Linked DNA regions of Gossypium hirsutum: region 1 is linked to region 2. The links are chromatin contacts, called in public Hi-C maps. All regions are on one chromosome and are shown on one strand. The core of a region is the stretch at or near the end of the contact, and the rest is flanking DNA. Distances in the headings are between cores, read along the strand shown. Region 1 has its middle 26 kb from the start of LOC107892656. Region 2 has its middle 4.4 kb from the start of LOC107891922.

Region 1 (3,924 bases), core at 87-2,586, 89 kb before region 2:
AAAATTTTAATATATTTAATATAATTTTAAATTATGATTTTTTCAGAATTTTTTAAATTATGATTTTTAAATTATTTTAAATATATTTAAACCTTTTTAAAATAATTTTTATAAAAACTTTATTTAAAAATTTTAAATGTTTAAATTAAAAATATATTTAATATTTAAAATTAATATTTAAAATTAAAAATAATTTCAAAAATATACTTTTAAAATTTTAAATATTATTTTTTAAAATTATGTCTTATAAATTTTAAAAATATATTTTTGAAATTATTTTATTTTGTTTAAAAATATATTTTTAAAAATATATTTAAAATTTAAAATTTAGAAAAATTAATTTCAAAAATATATTTTTAAAATTTATAAGACATAATTTAAAAAAATAATATTTAAAATTTTAAAAATAATTTTAAAATAATAATTAAAATTTTAAAAATATATATTATAAAACATTTCAAATATGCATTTCAAAATTTTTAAAATTAATAAAAATAAATAAAATAAATAAACAAAATCAAATAAGAAAAATATAAAACTTAAAAAAACAAAAAAAAATTAAAGAAAAAGATAAAAGTTAATAAAAAAGTAATAAAAAAAGTAAAAGAAGAGTGTTAGGTTTAGTCTGGTCTGGTGGCGCCGTTTAAGTTGGCTCCACCAAAAAATAAAAAATTGTTTTGAAGTCCCCCATTTTTTCAGAACTTGCAGTATTTTCATGGTATTTATACAGGTGGCGCCATTTTACATGGCTCTACCAAAAAATTAAAATTTTAATGCTCCCTGCTGACGTGGCAAGTTGGTGGCGCCATATAATTTGACTTCACCAACTTTTACTGTAGATTTCAGGTCATTTTGGTGTTTAATTAAAAAGATGGGTCATTTTAATACTTAATTAAATTATTTGAGTTATTTAAATAAAAAAGCCAACCTTAGGCACTAGTCTTACACCAACAATGCCAAAGTCAACCTTCGATCCTTGCTTCGGAGAGTCCCTTAACAAAGCTCTAGGCCTAGAGCAGCACAACGACACCAAATGAGAACAAAAGGAAGTTGGGATAATCTGGAATTGCTATTACTCAATAAGTTAACTTATGTGCCTTCCTTTATATAGGCCAAACCGCTTTGATCCAACGGTCACGGTCAAATACAATAGATAATCAAGAACTTAAGTTTAGAATATTTTATACAACTCTTTCAAAAGGTTCTACTTTATTCCACAAGGTTTGGATCTCTACCTTGAGCTTCCGGATTTTTGGTACCCCTAGACCCATTCTTCTCACTTGTGCACTTTTTCGGGCCTGTTGCAGCTAAGGGGGCCTCCCTAGGCCCTTGGTGGCCACCATTCGCACCTAAGGGCCTTCACCTGTACTTAGGGTGGCTTGCTCCACACCTTTGGGTGACCGTGACACCAGCCTGTGCTGCTTCTAAATTAGTAATTTGTTGAGTCTATATGGTGCTTATGTATGATCATAATCTATTTGGGTGAAAACATTGTCTAATGCCAACCAATCTTTAGGTGATTTAGTCAATCTTGGACCGAGACATTGTGCAAAATGAATCTATTCTGCTATGATTCCTAGACTAGTAAATACCTAACTCCTAGATTGGTACATGGTTAAATTGATTGAAGTGGTTGGTTGGCGTCATCTATTGTTCTCTCATGATGTTATCTTCAATTAAGCTATCATTGATTTATTATCATTCTATTTCCTTTGAACTTCATCTTTTTTCGTGTGATTTTTCTTACGAGTTTGGCCAATCTTTTGTCTGATGCATGGTAGACAGGAAGAGGATGCAATGGTTTCTTCAGTGATTATGCAGAATAACGTAAGGAACGTTTTGAACTTGTTGGCCCTATTCTAATTGTAATAGTGTCACAGGTCCCTGGGGCTGCTGCCGTGGTGATCCAGTTATTCGCTGCTACTTTTATGAGGTACCTAAGCTAAGGTTACTTGGTCTCTCTAGAACAAAACATGCATTATTCCCTAATCAAATAATCAAGCTTGGTCTGATCGTCTCGCTAGCTTTCTCTAACATGATATCCCCTCTTACAGATCGAAATATATTGGTAATATCCGTAGAAGATGAAAATTAAAGAGTTGGAAGAAAATAATAAGCACATGGATCTACAGTCCCATGACATGTATGTTACAAACACTTTATTTTGACGCCCGTAGGAACAAAAACTTTTAAAACAAGGATCCGAATCAAGTGCCCCGTGGATAATGCATACCAGAAATAAATGATAAGAAAAATTGAGGTCAGGTAAGGTGAGTTTGTCGAGGAGAGAGGATGGGGATTTGGATGTCTGAAACTGACCTTCCGCTAAGGTTAAAGCAGTCCCACATGCAGCCAAAAGATTTAAGAGGTAGGTTGGTAGGTAGGTAATGTCTTCTTCAGCTTCTCCATCTATCTATTTAGGACAGCTCTCTTTTTGTTCCTCCACCCAAGCACATGACATCCACGTGCTGCTGCGCTGGCTTGCTTGTCAACCCACTCTAATTATTGCAACCTTAACCCACATTTAGGATCACAAGTAACCGATCATGTAATTATAAAATCCCAATCTTTATAAACATAAAAATGAAACTTTAATCTGATAATAAGAATAAATATAGATGCTGAAGTTTCATACTTGACATTTGTTAAATTTGAGCTTTTAATGATGAGTGCGTGAATGAATTAAGGATGAGAGTGTTTCACTTCAGTTGTTGGTTTTGGTAGATCCGTTCTTAGGCCTTTAATCTCTATATTTAAAAAGATTTGCTAAAAGAGCCAACAACCTAACTGATTGTGATGATGATAAGAGCCGTCTGATTGAAACAAGTGAGGCACCAAACAATTAATGCATGTAGGGTAGGGTATACGCAGGTTTATCCATGCTAAATTGTGCATATATGCTGATTTTGTTTTTTTTAATTTACTAAATAGGTTTTTTTTAATTTAAAGAAATAGGTCGATTTTGGAGAGAGTGAGTGAAATTGTGCCCAATTGGACGCGCTTTCACTATCTCTCTTTAAACTTTTTTTTTTAATTTTTTAGGTTTAAGTTTAAGGTTAGGGTTAGGGTTAGGGTTAGAGTTTTTTATTAGTAATATGGTTTAGGGTTTTAAAAGTGAAATCGTGAAAGTTTATTGGTAGATTTGAGGGTTTGAGTATGCGATAACACGTCTCAGAATATATACGTTTCATATGTCATGTCGGGATAGGATCAGTACCTCAGAAACTCATCTTATGAAAGTTAGGTTTCGGGGTGACAGTGCTTAATACAGTTAAAGGTCGAAGTCTAAGTGGAGGTCCCAGTCAGTAGTCGTGATGGGGTTAAAGGTTCAAGTATAACCAAGGTCCAATTAATGGTCGTTATACGATCACAAGTTCAAGCTTTTTGGATACCCGCAAAGGATACCTTATATATACCATACATAAGATTGAGGTCATAATTATAGGGAAAAATGAAGGGCTTTCCAGTGTAATCATAGGTAGTCAGTATCTTTAACCTTTCAATCTTATCCAAAGGTTGACACCGAAGTGAATACAAGAGGACTCTCAGGTAGTAAGCAGATGTTCCGGCACAGTAGAGGTTAAACTCGGGTCAACGTGGCGGCGGTTGTATTTATTAATGAGTTGTTTAATAATGAACATCGTTGTCACCCTAAAAGCAGCATCACCTTTACTGCATCACAACAACCACTGCCCACTTGAGAGTCCTCTTGCATCAACGACAATGTCGACCTTAAGATAAGAATGAAGGTTAAAGATACGGTTGCATGGAAATAGAGAAAAAAATTATGTCGATTATAGTGAAAAGCCCTACAATTTTTCCCTATGATTATCCCCTCAAACTTCTGTATGATATTTATAAGCCAACATCTTCGAGTATCCAAAAAGTTTGAGCTCGTGTCCGCATAACGATTGGCAACTGGCT
Region 2 (3,991 bases), core at 140-2,639:
TCTCTCACAATACCCGGTGGTTCCTGATGAATAATCAATTGTTCTATTTCACCTCGAGCCTCTTTGGTGATACAATCTACCAACCTATACCTTTCTCTCAAGATCCGTCAAAATTTCTCTTCCCAATCCTCAAAACACCAGTCTTGAATAAGCCTAACTTTGTTGTTACAGTTGTTTGCTACTAACCCATTTTGTATAACAACAATCAACACAAAATTATCACTCTCAATCTCCACTTGACAGTAACCCTATGCCCAAGCATACTTTAAACCTTCAATTAATGCTCGAGCTTGAATCTGAAAAATATCTGACAATCCTACCGCCATTTCAAAACTCCCATCCAACTTCCATTCGGCTTTCTCACCACTCCACCTATGATCGCTCTTGATCTAGAATTTGATACCGAGCTATCAACATTCATTTTAACCCATTCATGAATAAGGAATTGTCACCAACCTTTAGTCATAGATTTACAAGCCCAATTTCCAAACACTCCTTTAACATATATATATAGAGAGAGAGAGACTTTGTCTAAGCTCAGCTGAAACTAAGAAAGCATGACTGTTGTTATTCACTCCAGTCAAGATGAATTTATTTTAACTCTTTTAAAAAAGCCAAGTTATAATACAATTATTAATACAATTATAATTTATAATGTTATCCTAATTATATATATTAAATTTGTAATTATGATTGTATTTCTACAAATACTCGAAAGAACACTAGTTTTACATTTGTGGATCAAGTGATTTTATGAAATTCATGTAAAAAAAATGGTTAACATGCATCGGAAAAATGCTTTAACTCTGATACTCTTCAATTTTTCTATGATTAACAAGTCCAACTCATCTTACTTGAACAACTCCAAGCCAGCCAAATGAAAAAAAGTCCCAAATCATTAGTTTTGCTATTCCTTACAGGAGGGATTTTCATGTCATTATGGTGCAATAGACTTTGCATACGAAATTATTAGGTAATGTTGGTAAATGGGATATAAAGTAATAACATCAACATGATTGCTAAATTTCAGGGTTGCTGTTGGAAACTTTGATGTAACAGGGGAACCTGACAAGATCTGTCACCAGATTTTCATCCACAAAGGTCTTGAATTTGACAAGAAAAAGAGGATATCAAAATATTGGTAAATGATGGTTGGGTTGCGGTCTTATAAGTAGAAACCAGAACTAGTGCTGTTTCTGAACTTTGAAGCAGTAGATGCCGCTTACATTAATTTGTTTGGGGGTCATAATTAATGATGAAGTTTCATTTCAATCTTGACAGCAATAAAAGACTGAACCTCTTTTGATTCTTTCTTTGCCATCACTATTGTGCCAAAGCTACCAATAACACTAAAAAGTGCTTGCCATCTTGGGTTAGTCTGGTAAACATGAGGGCTTAGGGTTGGGCCTTGGGTGTAGCTGCTGTTTTAAATCGTTGATTGGACCCAAAATATAGCAGTGGGAAACTGGACCTATTTATTTACAATATTCAAGGACATCGAGAAAAGAGATGCATGTTGGACAAACTAACGAGCGAGTTGATTTGAACAAATAATATTGCAACAAAGGCTTGGAATTAGAGAAAGGAATTTTTTGAGTGAAACAAGTTGGACAACAACATCACACACATTCTGCTGCCCACATCCTTGGCTTCAACCGCTACTTTTTTTTTTTCCGAATTCTTTTTGATTAATTAAAAGAGGAGAGCAAAATTTTAATAATAACGCAATTAGCTCGATTTAAACCCAAACCACACTTGGGGCGATGAATACTCTGACCATCAAACCAACATACAGAGTTCTTTTTCTGAATTTGACTAACTTCCTAAGTACATTTTCATTTCAAAATTGTAACTTTTTTTTTGTTGGCTTCTTGCTCGTGTAGCTATCAAAATGTGATATGTAAATTAAGTACAGGTCAACTAATTGCTATATAACCTTTCGCCGAGGTTAATTTAATTATGAAGGTTAATGATTATAATTATGTTTAACTAAATTTAAGAATATTTATAAGTCCCTTAACAAAATTTTTTATCAAATATAATCTTCTTTTTTGTAAAGGAGAAGAACAACCAATTTACAAGCTAGTTGCTTCAACGCGGCACTGTCTTTCATCAGCTTGCAACAGTCCCATTGCCTTTACTAGTGGTACTCGATGCAGTTGCATTCCCCTCCCCTTTCCTCTGGCCAATGTTGCCATACAGTCTGCCACCTTATTTCCTTCTCTGCATACATGTTGAACTCTCACCTCTCAATTCCAAGCACAAAGCACCAAATCATTAGTAAAGAAAAGATGAGAAATTCCCGACCCATTCCTAACTAACTTTATTGGTTTCCAAATGCCCCCCTCAACCTCCATGTGTATAGATTGAGCTAATTGTTTCTTGCACAACACAAATTAGTATGGAGACTAAAGATCTCCTTATCGAATTCTTTGCATCATTTTAAAGTTTTCAGTCGTCCATAAAATTTGCATTAAAATCAAAGTTATAAAGTGCATGAACACATCTTAAGATTATCTGGTATACTAACAGCCACCAAAATTTTGTCTAGAAAATCTCAACATTACCACTTCAAAAATATATATATATTTGAAAGCTTACAAGTACAAAACAATCCAAATACAAGTATAATATATGTCCAAATAATCATTTGGTGTAGAATCAAACTATTACAATACAAACTAACTAAGAATGAGATTAAATAATTAAATTTTTACAACACAAACTAAGAACTAAATCAATCCAAACTAGAGACTAATTAATGAATTAAAACCCACCCATAATAATAGTTCATGGTAAAACTCGAAGACCCACATATTTTAATTGCACATGATGGGTCTCAAACCTGAGCATTCATAACTCAAGGCCTCGCTTTTGCGAACTTAGCCAATGCCTCATTAGCAACTAGCAATGATAATTATATTTTCTTTTACCATCTCTTTTACTTTTTTATTGTTTTAAGAATTTTTATGTAGATGCATGTTAAATATTTATTTATAATATTAATCTTGAAATGTTTTTTACATTTGTATTTTAATTAAATTTTCATTGAACCAATTTAATAATAACTAGTTAATTGTACATAAAATGATTTAATAAATTCTTTTTAGAGTTAAATATATAATTTAATTAAATATTAATTTTAATTGAAAAATAAATTTATAAAAAATATAATTTAATTTTATAACACTAACATATAATTGAAGTTCCATTATTTTATAATTAAAAATAAAAAATAATCAATTAAATAGAAAGTACATAAATATATAATAAAAGTAATCTTTTTCCTTCAAACCTAAAAAATTTTACCCATTAAATTACTTAGAAATGTTTTTTTTTATAAAATACATTAACATGGCTACTTTTATAATGTTTTAATTATTTTTATTCTTTTATTTGCGTGCAACCAATTTTTAAATTCTTTTAATTTTTAGGCAGTCATTTTTTCTTTTTCATTTTTCATTTCAAGTTTTTAAACTTTTAATCAAATACTATAGTTTGATAACACCACCAATAGTGGTTAGAAGTTTTCAATTTGCAATTTTTTTTGCTATTTTTTTAGTTTTACTTAAGTTTTAGTTGTTGATTTTTTTTTGTTTCCAATTTTCTAGTTATAATTTTTTTATTTATTTTTAATCATTAATTCCAACGTTTGCAAATTTCAATTAATTTGCTTATGGTTTTTTGTTGCATAATTAATTTTAAGCCATAAATTTTGTAACGATCTTACGTTACTAAAATAAAAATAAAAAGATTTCGATCTAATGACTAATATCATTTTAGTTTATAGTTATACTAAAATTAAATTGTTTAAAACCATTTTATATTAAATAATAATTAAAGTTATATTTATGATAATAAAATTTATTTATTTATTAAATTATTGCATAAAAAGAAAAATTTTGACACACAAGCACGAAGCTTAACACATAGGAAATGGGTTTGTTTCGAAGAGAAATTTATTCTTTGTTGGACTAGAATTTTATCTAGT

The links. Hi-C and Micro-C count contacts between places; a contact is called where the count stands out from the background.
Region 1: a contact with region 2 is called in a Hi-C map of leaf, with 6 times the contacts expected there. The contact joins two enhancer-like sites. A contact is called at or near these places in 14 of 34 Hi-C or Micro-C datasets (anther, callus, hypocotyl and 2 more).

What each region holds. Positions count from the first base shown.
Region 1 is chrD12:4,750,558-4,754,481 of Gossypium_hirsutum_v2.1, reverse strand. No RefSeq gene overlaps it. Among protein-coding and RNA genes, the nearest start is that of LOC107892656, 26 kb to the left of the region's middle. Within about 2 kb of position 1,336, at least 4 of the 9 cell types and tissues checked have an H3K27ac peak or open chromatin away from gene starts, as enhancers often do. A contact at or near this core is called in leaf, where this site is marked.
Region 2 is chrD12:4,661,774-4,665,764 of Gossypium_hirsutum_v2.1, reverse strand. No RefSeq gene overlaps it. Among protein-coding and RNA genes, the nearest start is that of LOC107891922, 4.4 kb to the right of the region's middle. Within about 2 kb of position 1,389, at least 2 of the 9 cell types and tissues checked have an H3K27ac peak or open chromatin away from gene starts, as enhancers often do. A contact at or near this core is called in leaf, where this site is marked.